2 separate regions of the Sus scrofa genome follow, and region 2 is linked to region 1. Evidence: chromatin contacts called from public Hi-C data. All regions are on one chromosome and are shown on one strand. Each heading gives the region's core, a stretch centred on a gene start, on an enhancer-like site or on the middle of the called end of the contact. The rest is flanking DNA. Distances are from core to core; before and after follow the strand shown.

Region 1 (5,175 bases), core at 2,497-4,996:
GCATGGTGACCCAGAATACTGTAAACTAGCTGTAATGAAAAAAAAATAAAAACCATTAATATAAAGCAAAAAAAAAAAAAAAAAAAAAAACCCAGAAATAAATGAAAAGATATACTCTGCTCATGGATTGGAAGAATTAATAGTTAAAATGCCCATATTACCTGAAACATAGATTCAACGCAATGCCTAACAAATACCAATGACATTTTTCACAGAACTAGAACTAGTAACCCTAAAATATGTATAAAACCACAAAAGTCCCCAAATAGCCAAAGTAATCTTGAGAAAGAAGAACAGAGCTGGAGGTAGCACAAACTATACTGAAAGCTACAGTAATCAAAACAATATGGTACTGACACAAAAACAGTTCCATAAATCAATGGAACAGAATAAAGAATGCAGAAATAAATCCACATCTATCTGGGCAATTAATCAACGACATATATAAGGGGGAAAAAAAGACAGACTCTCTAATAAATGGTGCTGGGAAAAACTGGACAGCTACAAGCAAAAGAATCAAACTAGATCTCTTTCTTACACCATGTACAAAATAAACTCAAAATGGATTAAAGACTTAAATATAAGACCTGAAACCATAAAAATCCTAGAAGAAAGTACACACATAACTCTTTGAATTTGGTCTTAGCAATATTTTTTTGGACCTGTCTCTCTTTTTTTTTTTTTTTTTTTTTATCTTTTCCAGGGCCACTCCCACGGCATATGGAGGTTCCCAGGCTAGGGGTCCAATTGGAGCTGTAGCCGCTGGCCTACACCAGAGCCACAGCAACAAGGGATCCAAAGTGCCTGTGACCTACACCACAGCTCACGGCAACACCAGATCCTTAACTCACTGAGCAAGGCCAGGGAGCGAACCCACAACCTCATGGTTCCTAGTTGGATTCGTTAACCACTGCACCACGATGGGAACTCCCTTTGGATCTCTTAAGGCAAGGGCAACAGAAGCAAAAATAAAAAAAATGAATCTACATCAAACTAAAAGGCTCTTGCACAGTGAAGGAAACTATCAAAACAAAAAGGCAGCCTACTAAATGAGAGAAGACTTCTGCAAATGATATATCTGATAAGGGATTAATATCCAAAATATATAGAGAACTTTTATACATATAAAATGGATATAGTAAAATGGAATATTATTCAGCCATAAAAAGAATGAAATCTTGCCATTTGCAAAAACACGGATGGATCTAGAGGATATTATAAGTGAAGTAAGTCAGAAAAAGACAAATATATGGTTTCGCTTATATGTGGAATCTAAAAAACAAAACAAATAGAAACAGACAAATGGATACAAAGAACAAAGGGATGGTTGCTAGCTGGGAGAAGAGTGGAGGGGGTTGGGCAAAACAGGTGAAAGGAATTAAGAGGTACAAACTTCCGATTAAAAAGTAAGTCACAGAGAAGTACAGTATAATGAATATACTCAATAATACTATATTAATTTGTATGGTGATAGATGGTACTAGACTTATCATGGTAATCATTTAATGTATTTAAAAGTGGGGATGGTTCAACATACACAAATCAATCAACATCATATACCACATTAACAAAAGTCAAAAACCATATGATCACCTCAACAGGTGCAGTAAAAGTGGGGAATTCCCATTGTTGTGCAGTGTAATCAAACCCAACTAGTATCCACTGGATGTAGTTCAATCTCAGGCTCCCAGACCTCAATCAGGGATATGGCGTTGCTGTGAGCTGTGGTGTAGGTGGCAAAAAAGGCTCGGATCCTGCATTTCTATGGCTGTGGTGTAGGCTGTGGTGTAGGGCAGCAGCTGCAGCTCTGATTGGACCCCTAGTCTGAAACTTCCACATGCCACCAATGCAGCCCTAAAAAGAAAAAAAAAAAAAAAAAAGGGAATCACAATGACATACACCTGAAACTAACAAAATATTGTTCATCAACTATATTCCAATTTAAAAAAAATGTAGTCCACAAACTATTTGTTACTGTTCATGATGAGGTAAGAACAAAAAAATGATATGCATTTAGAAGCTTTTATCGCATTTTGACAAAGTAATTCTACATATGTTGAATCTAATAAAAATCTCTAACTTATCTGCCAGTAATTTACTTCTATTTTATTTTACAACAGTGTTACTGTGCCACGTCATTAATTTCAAAATCTTTCCTACAGAGTTTGAAACGCATTGGTCTAGAAGACAATTGAATCGACTCAGAAACAATATAAATTACACATACAAATCTGGAAAATAAGGGTATAAATGGGAAACTCTGGGAAGTGGATGAACTTGCTGAAGAAAGTTCATATAGAGAAAAAGAGGGTTTAGGACTAAGGATTAAGAAGCTTCTACTTTGGACAGTTAGGTAGATAAGGGTGAGCCTGCAAAACAAACTGATTAAGTACCAACCAAAGAAGGGGAAAACTCTGGGAAAGTGATGATACATAAGTCAAGAAGAAAACTGTTTAAAGAAGGTAGAAATGGCTGACAGACAATACCAAAAGCTGCTGAGGGGTCAAATAATGAAATACCATCCATTGGATTTATCCACATGGAGATAATCAGCCACCAGGGCAGGTGCCATTTTGATGGAATAATAGGGTGGATGTCAAATAGGAAGAGGCTGAGGAGTGAGAGAAGAGCAGCAGCTGTGGCTCCGACTGGACCCCCTAGCCTGGGAACCTCCATATGCCCAGAGTTCGGCCATAAAAAGCAAAAAAAAAAAGAAAGAAAGAAAAAGAGATTGTGCAAGACAGCAAGACCCAACTAGTTGCCCTCTGATCCCCAAAAGAGACTGAAAACGCAATGTTAACTTGAAGATAGTCTTTAGGGTCTGCAATAGAGAAATAAAAATCTTGCCGCTAGGTTAATCTGAACCATTTTTAAAAACCACAAAACATCAAGACTGTTAGAAGCTTTACCAACTAAATGCGTTTCGGTTAAATCCGTTCTCTCAAGTCAAGGTTGCCCTGATCTAAAGCAATGGCTTTAGAGTCAAATACTTCTGGCCTCAAATAAACCTTTGTTATTTATTTAGTAGGCTGTGTAACCTGGGGCGGTCACGTTAACTTTTCTTCCTCTGTAAAATGGGCAGAACACAATACCATCTCCCAAGCTCTGAGAAGAGTAAATGAGACACGTAAGTGAAATGCGCAACCTACTGCTAACGCCAGTGTACAATTAACAGCTGTTATTAAATACCAGAACTGGTGTAACAGGGGAAAAGCCACTTATCAATCTTAAAGGCACATCGACCTCTCTCTCAAGAAGGACGGGTCCACATGGTCACCGAACTGGGTGATTGTATACAAAGCTCGCTTGATATGAGCGATTTTACACTTACATATGCCGTTAATCTTAAACAAGCCTAGGCTGTTTCAAGTGAAACTTAGAAATTCAAAAAATGCAGCTTGACTTGCCATGGTTAAGTCATTTCTGCCTCACGTTTCCAATGCAGGCGCAGCTTCAGGTGTTTTAGGACTTCTGTGCCGCGCTCATATCGCTGCCTCGACCAACTTTTTAAAAACCTCTTCCCCTCAAGGTAGAACCGCTAGGTTTTCGTCCTCTCAGGCAGCACCCCCTCGGCCTCGGACCTCCCTCTCAGAACTCTTTACCCTTTTCTAGGAAGTTGATCACCACCAAAGTCCCGGCCGCCACGGCTGAAGCTGTGGCCCCCTCAGGAAAGGAAGCAGCGGAGGCCGAGGGCGAACTATTCTCGGTGCTTTGGTTCAGGCGTTTTCTGTTCTTCTTGGAAGACATGATCTCAAGGCTGCCTGAGAGAAGCAGCGGTGAAGCCGGCTCAACGTGCGCGCTTCACTGAGAGAAAAACTTCCGGGGCAGAAGCCAGCGAGGCTCTGTTCCGCGCCGTAATCCCCGGAGTGGAGCGCAGGAGGAGCGGGAGAACCGAGGATCCTTCGTTGAAGAGGTTCTGACTTCTGCCAAGGAGTAGGTGGACAGAACTGTCCTTTAGATTGTAAATTCCTGAAAAACAGGAATTTTTCTTATCTCCACCGCATTTTCCATCCCTGAACAAACGTCCCTTTAATATTAAAATGGGTGGGGGTAACTCCGGGAGGGTGGAAAGCTGTGGGAGTTTCTCCCCGCTTGGCGGGAGCCAGGCAAACTTCTGAGAGGAGTCAGTCAACAGGACTGCCGTTTCCTCTACCTAGAGCTGCAAAGCGGTAATGCCTGCTCAACCCTGAGATAGGGTGGGTGGTACTCTTCTAAAACTTACGGTAGCATTCTTCGTTCTAAGGCAAACCCGCTGGGTAATTTGGAAGCTGAGGCTTGAGGCCACGAGAGCCTGCGTGGAAATGCCGCCGCTGCGGAGCGGCCGCTGCTGGTTCACTGGGCTGGCTCGGGTGCGCCACGCAATGCTTTATGCAGGGCTCCGTGGGGCCTCGAGTTTCCTGGGTTGCTCTCGGGACCCCCCTTCCGTAGCTGGCGAGCTGAGGGGTGAGCTGGACAGATTCGGGGGCGTCTCGGTGAAACTAGACGCTCTGGACCGCCTGGACACCGTCGCCTTCCAGAGAGCTTTGCAGGGCAAGTGCGCTTGGATCAAGGCTCCCCGGGCTCCCGACCTTTCTAACCAAGTAACTGGGGTTCCCACTCCCGAGTCGCTCTGGAGGGAAGGAGAGAGGGCGTGTGTGACCCGCACCCGTTTTCTGCCTTTCGTTCTCGTGCCCTTGGCTGGGAGGTTTCCGAGGCTGTTGGGGAAATGGTGACGAGCTCAAACTTTAGGTCTGCAGCCCTACTTTCTGGTCCTCTTTCTAGTGTGTGATCTTGGGCAAGTTTTGTAAATCACCTTTTTTTCATCTGTAAAACCAGGTAACAGGAACTCATGGGATTGTTAAGGGGTAAGTTGGACAATGCTTATTAAGTGCTTAGCGTTATAGCTGCCGCGTACTTACTGCTCCGCGTTTGTTAATATTATTTCATAATTATTTACTGCCGTTTACTGAGACTTGGTTCTGCCCGGCACTTTGCCCAAGGCAAAACAAACAAAAAAACACCCTATCGCGTTTTCTGATACAGGTGGTGGACCGTAAGTGGGCCGAAGAGGCTCCGAGTGGTCGTATTTGTTCACAAGTGGGATCAGGAGCTCTGGTGCCCAGAACTAGAGAGTTTCTTCTACTTAGAAAGCAACACTCCCTTTATAATTAGCGGGGGAGATTGGTGAATGGTTTC
Region 2 (4,948 bases), core at 890-3,389, 950 kb after region 1:
TTGTATCAAAAGGTCAAGGGATGTTCTCAGCCATAAATATCTGCTGCTCTCGGCGTTTCCCCACATCCCCATTTGACCTTTTCTTATAACCTTTCTAAAAAAGAATATGAATTCCGCTAAGTCTCATTAAGGAAGGAGTGTTTCTGTTTGCTGTTCTCCTTGTTGCTTTTGAGTGATTTGGAAGAAGTGAAGAAACTTCTAAATTTGTTGTTAAATTAAAAATTGCTGGAGTTCTCTTGTGGTGCAGTAGGTTAAGGATCCAGCATTTTCACTGCAGCAACTTGGGTTGTTGCTGTAATGTGGCTTTGATCCCTGGCCTGGGAACTTGCACAGCCACACACCCACACACACACACAATTGCTATCCTTCTACATGAGACAGTCTTTACTGCCTAGAGACTCCAGAATCCTGTATCTTTCATATATTCTAAGGAGAAGAATTCCTCGTGCTTGTGGTATAATATTTTGTGGCTCCAAAAGTGATAGTAGAGAAAAATAAATTGAGGGAAAAAAATCTCAATCACTTATGTGCACACCAAACTTCATATAAATGCATTGATTATACTTAGATAAAATATTGCCATTATGAGTATTAAAAGTTGGATTATTTGTTATGGATTTTTGTTTCATGAAGTGTAATTAGATGACTTACCTTAAAGGAATTCAAGATCTTAATATGCTAAATGGGAATTTTTCTTCTTCAAAGGGGTGACCTTTGAGATACACAAGTTCTAATAATTCTGTCACGGGTCAGAATATTTTTGGAATATCTCTAAAGAATTACTTTTATAATTAAGACCCACACAAGTGCTTTATTATCTTCTCATTACTAAACTCAGCTAATTATTCATCTTATTAACAAGACTCTGTGCCATCAAACTTCACCAGGTTTTCAAAAATAGTCACATCCACCTTCAAAAAACCATATGGACAACACCAATCAAATTATCACTTTACATGTTTTACATTCAAAAGAGTGTTTCCTCTCCAAAACAATTACTTCAAAGACAGAGATTGAAATGTGCCTCAAAGAGTAACAAATAAAATTTTCAAAGTGCCTTGATCAATAGCAGTATTATTACATTAACATTAATTGTTAGTAGTATGCTGAGGTCATTTTTTTATGTCTATAAAGAATTTATTTGGAGAACATAAAGACTTGGAGGGATCACTATGACTGAATTCAGTTCATGAATACCTGCGTTCATTCAAGTTAAAGGTACATTAGTATGCTCATTTGACCATACAAAGTGGAAATATAAGACTCCACAAAAACTGGGCTGTCAGTTCTTGGAACCTATCTCTGCTTTCATTTGTGGCAGCTCTGCTTTAACAGCCTTCTTCAGCTTGGGTACACCTTCCACCCAGATAGTGTTTGACCGCCTTCTTGGCCCACGTGGTGGGCTCTGATTCAATCCATGCAGGCTTGGCATTACTGGAAGCACATGACTCTAAAGGAGGCAGTATGAGGCGTTGCATTAAGCTTCATGGCACATTCAGGATCTCCTCTATTATGCATGGTCCCAGGTGATAAAAATACAAAGATATAGCCCATGGCTTCAAGGTTCTCTCCACTGGAGTGGATGAGGGCAGCACTGAGGTGGAGAGGAAGGGAAGGACAGAAAAAAGTAGGCAAACATTCACATAGCCATGAGATATGTCTGTGTGGTATAGGTGGGATGTATATAAAATTCACATTTTTTTTAAACACAGAGAAGGGAAATATTTGAAAGCTGATCAAAGAGAAGAAGAAGGATATTTATTCTCTTTTTTTCTCCAGAGAATAAAACTTGGTGGAGTTCCTGTTGTGGCTCAGTGGAAATGAATCTGACTAGTACCCATGAGGACACAGGTTCAATCCCTGGCCTTGCTCAGTGGGTTAAGGATCTGGTGTTGTTGTAAACTATAGTGTAGGCCAGGGACTACAGCTCCGATTCACCCCCTAGCTTGAGAACCTCCATATGCCAAGGGTGCAGCCCTAAAAAAGACAAAAAAAAAAAAAAAAAAAAGAAGAAGAAAAAAAGAAAAGAAAACTTGGACTAGTAGTTAGAAAGTACAGTGAAGCAGATTTGGGCTCAACACAAAGGAATTTTTTAACAGCTACAGTTGTCCAAAAATAGACTAAACCAGCTATCTGGAAAGAGTAGCAAGGTCTGAATCACAGATGTTTATTCAGAGGCTGTGCAGTGGTGATCTGTCAGGGTGTGTCACCAGTGGTATGAAAAAATGAAAAACACATGATTTCCAAGGACCGTTCTCTCTCTAAAATTCTACTCTAAAATTGTTCCTCCAAATTCTTTATGTTTGTCCAAATCAGTCTTATTACCTTATATTCATACTTTATAGATTGCTAAAATTCAGATTATGAAAAATCTGTAAGAGTAAAGGAACAAATGAATGTAAAGGTACCTGGTAGAATACTTAACAATTGTTAGTTGAATTTGAATCAGTAAAAAATAAGCCAGTGAAAAGAAAAGCTTTGAGGCCTTTTAGGAAGATATGGCATACCCAGATATCCAACTACCCAAATTTCATTCCTTCCCCCAGTCTTAATGGAGGGCTGAGAAATGAACTTGGGTTTTTAGCAAGAGGTTTGAGGTAACTACCACCATGTGGTACCACCTCGCATTCCACACTGTGGACAGAGAGAATCCATAGTCAACTCTATAAAAGTTACAATGTCTTCCTTAAAGAGTGACATACATGCTTATAGCCAAAAATATGGATAATTCCTGGAGGTTTGTGGAATGTAGAAGTTAATCTATAGACTTCCTATTGGTTTAGTTAGCCATTTGCCCAAGAGGGAAAGAAGATAATTCAGTTATTGATCAATTTAATTTTGAGTACAGGATTTGATTAAAGAATCTATTGGAAATTTAGGTGAAGGTAATATTTTAAACAATATTTTTACTTATGACATAAAAGTTACATGCTCTTTGACTATGGTACCATAATTATTAAGATTGGTTACTCAAGATTTGCTTCACAAAAGAAGTATAAATTATAATAAGGAATAGGAAATTTCCACTGTGGCTCAGCAGTAATGAGCCTGACTAGTATCCATGAGGATGCGGGTTCAATCCCTATCCTTGCTCAGTGGGTTAAAGAATCTGGCATTGCCGTGAGCTGTGGTGTAGGTTGCATACATGGCTCAGATCTGGCGTTGCTGTGGCTGTGGCATAGGCCAGCAGCTGTAGCTCTGATTCAAGCCCTAGCCTGGGAACTTACATGTGCCATGGGTGTAGCCCTAAAAGCAAAATAATAATACTAAGAAGAAGGAATAATAGTTCTATTAATTGAGCACCTTCTATGTAATTTATCTGTATTATCTTTGATAATATAGATTCTGTCATTTCCATTACACGGATAAAGTCACCAAGATTCCTCAGCTTGTAAATAACTAAACACACTCAAATCCAGGCAGTTTGCCCTTGCACCCCACTTTCTCTATACAATACTGCCTGGGTTCATCAGACAAGCTGTCCTCTAGCTAATAGAATGGAGATGGCTCAGTTGTGCCCCTTCTTTGAGCTGCAAATCATTTTGGAATTCACATCAATTGTATTTCCTAAATTAACTAGAGAGTGGATGGATGATTAGCAGGTAATGTCCTGTGTGGAAAAACTGACTTGAGTTCAACAGCAGGTATCTTCTTGCCTTTTAGAAAAACTTAGATTTGGTGCAGTGCTAGATAAGTATATTAATCTGTAAATATTAAGGTGAACATTTTTGTTGGATACATGGAGAGCTTAAAACACATTAAATTTTGCAAAGAAAAAAATTAAGCCTGTAACCATGATTTCCCCTGAAGTGTAAAGATGATATGGAAATGAATATGCCTTCCTGTTTTCAGTGAGGGAATTTAATCTGAGTGGCATGTTCAGGATGTTTCTAAGGAACCTGCACACTCTATGAAGGTTTAAAATATTTTATTTTCCTGATATTTTTCCTACTAGCAGTAAATGAAGTCCTCATAGGCTTTCTTTTTATGTATATGTATGTGTGTGTGTGTGTGTGTGTATATATATATATATATATATAAAATGATTTTTATTTTTTTCCATTGTAGCTGGTTTACAGTCTTCTGTCAATTTTCTGCAGCATGATGATGGAGTTATACATACATGTATACATTCTTTTTTCTCATATTATCATGCTCCATCATAAGTGACTAGACATAGTTCTCAGTGCTACACAGCAGTTTCTCATTGCTAATCCATACCAAAAGCAATAGTCTGCATCTTATTAATCCCAAGTTCCCAATCCATCCCATTCCTTCCCCCTTGGCAACCACAAGTCTATTCTCCAAGTCCACGATTTTCTTTTCTGTGGAAAGTTTCATTTGTGCTGTATATTAGATTCCAGATATAAGTGATATCATATGGTATTTGTCTTGCTCTTTCTGACTTACTTCACTCAGGATGAGAGTTTCTAGTTCCATCCATGTTGCTGCAGATGGCATTATTTTATGGCTGAGTAGTATTCCATTGTGTATATATACCACATCTTCCTAATCCAATCGTCTGTCGATGGACATTTGGGATGTTTCCATGTCTCAGCTATTGTGAATAGTGCTGCAATTAACATGCAGGTGCTTGTGTCTTTTTCAAGGAAAGTTTTGTTCAGATATGTGCCCAAGAGTGGAATTTCTGGGTTATATGTATAGTTTTCTAAGCTACCTCCACACTGATCTCCATAGTGGTTATATCAGCTTACATTTCCACCAACAGTGCAGGAGGGTTCCCTTTTCTCCATACCCCCACCAGCATCTGTTATTTGTGAACTTATTAATAATGGCCATTCTTACTGGGGTGAGGTGGTATCTCGTGGTAGTTTTGATTTGCATTTCTCTAATAATCAGTGATGTTGAACATTTTTTCATGTGCTCATAGACTTTCCAAGTGTGGTTTTGGATAATGTTACATAAATGTTTTAGAGTTTTATAGTAG

What was found. A called contact is a pair of places that touch in the nucleus more often than the background predicts.
Region 2: a Hi-C map of omental adipose tissue shows a contact between it and region 1, with 1.9 times the contacts expected there. The contact joins the enhancer-like site here to the promoter of SPATA5 in region 1. A contact is called at or near these places in 1 of 5 promoter capture datasets (fetal liver), 4 of 47 Hi-C or Micro-C datasets (embryonic fibroblasts, fibroblasts, omental adipose tissue and 1 more) and 1 of 2 datasets of contacts at active chromatin or transcription factors (alveolar macrophages).

What each region holds. Positions count from the first base shown.
Region 1 is chr8:101,237,353-101,242,527 of Sscrofa11.1, forward strand. It overlaps SPATA5 (spermatogenesis associated 5), which reads right to left and starts at 3,747. Exons shown (of 17, transcript NM_001177913.1): 1 at 3,603-3,747. The coding sequence starts at 3,747. It overlaps NUDT6 (nucleoside diphosphate-linked moiety X motif 6), which reads left to right and starts at 4,815. Exons shown (of 8, transcript XR_002346434.1): 1 at 4,815-4,844.
Region 2 is chr8:102,189,947-102,194,894 of Sscrofa11.1, forward strand. All of the region lies in intron 9 of TRPC3 (transient receptor potential cation channel subfamily C member 3), which reads left to right. Among named protein-coding and RNA genes, the nearest start is that of TRPC3, 45 kb to the left of the region's middle. Within about 2 kb of position 2,140, at least 6 of the 83 cell types and tissues checked have an H3K27ac peak or open chromatin away from gene starts, as enhancers often do. A contact at or near this core is called in embryonic fibroblasts, where this site is marked.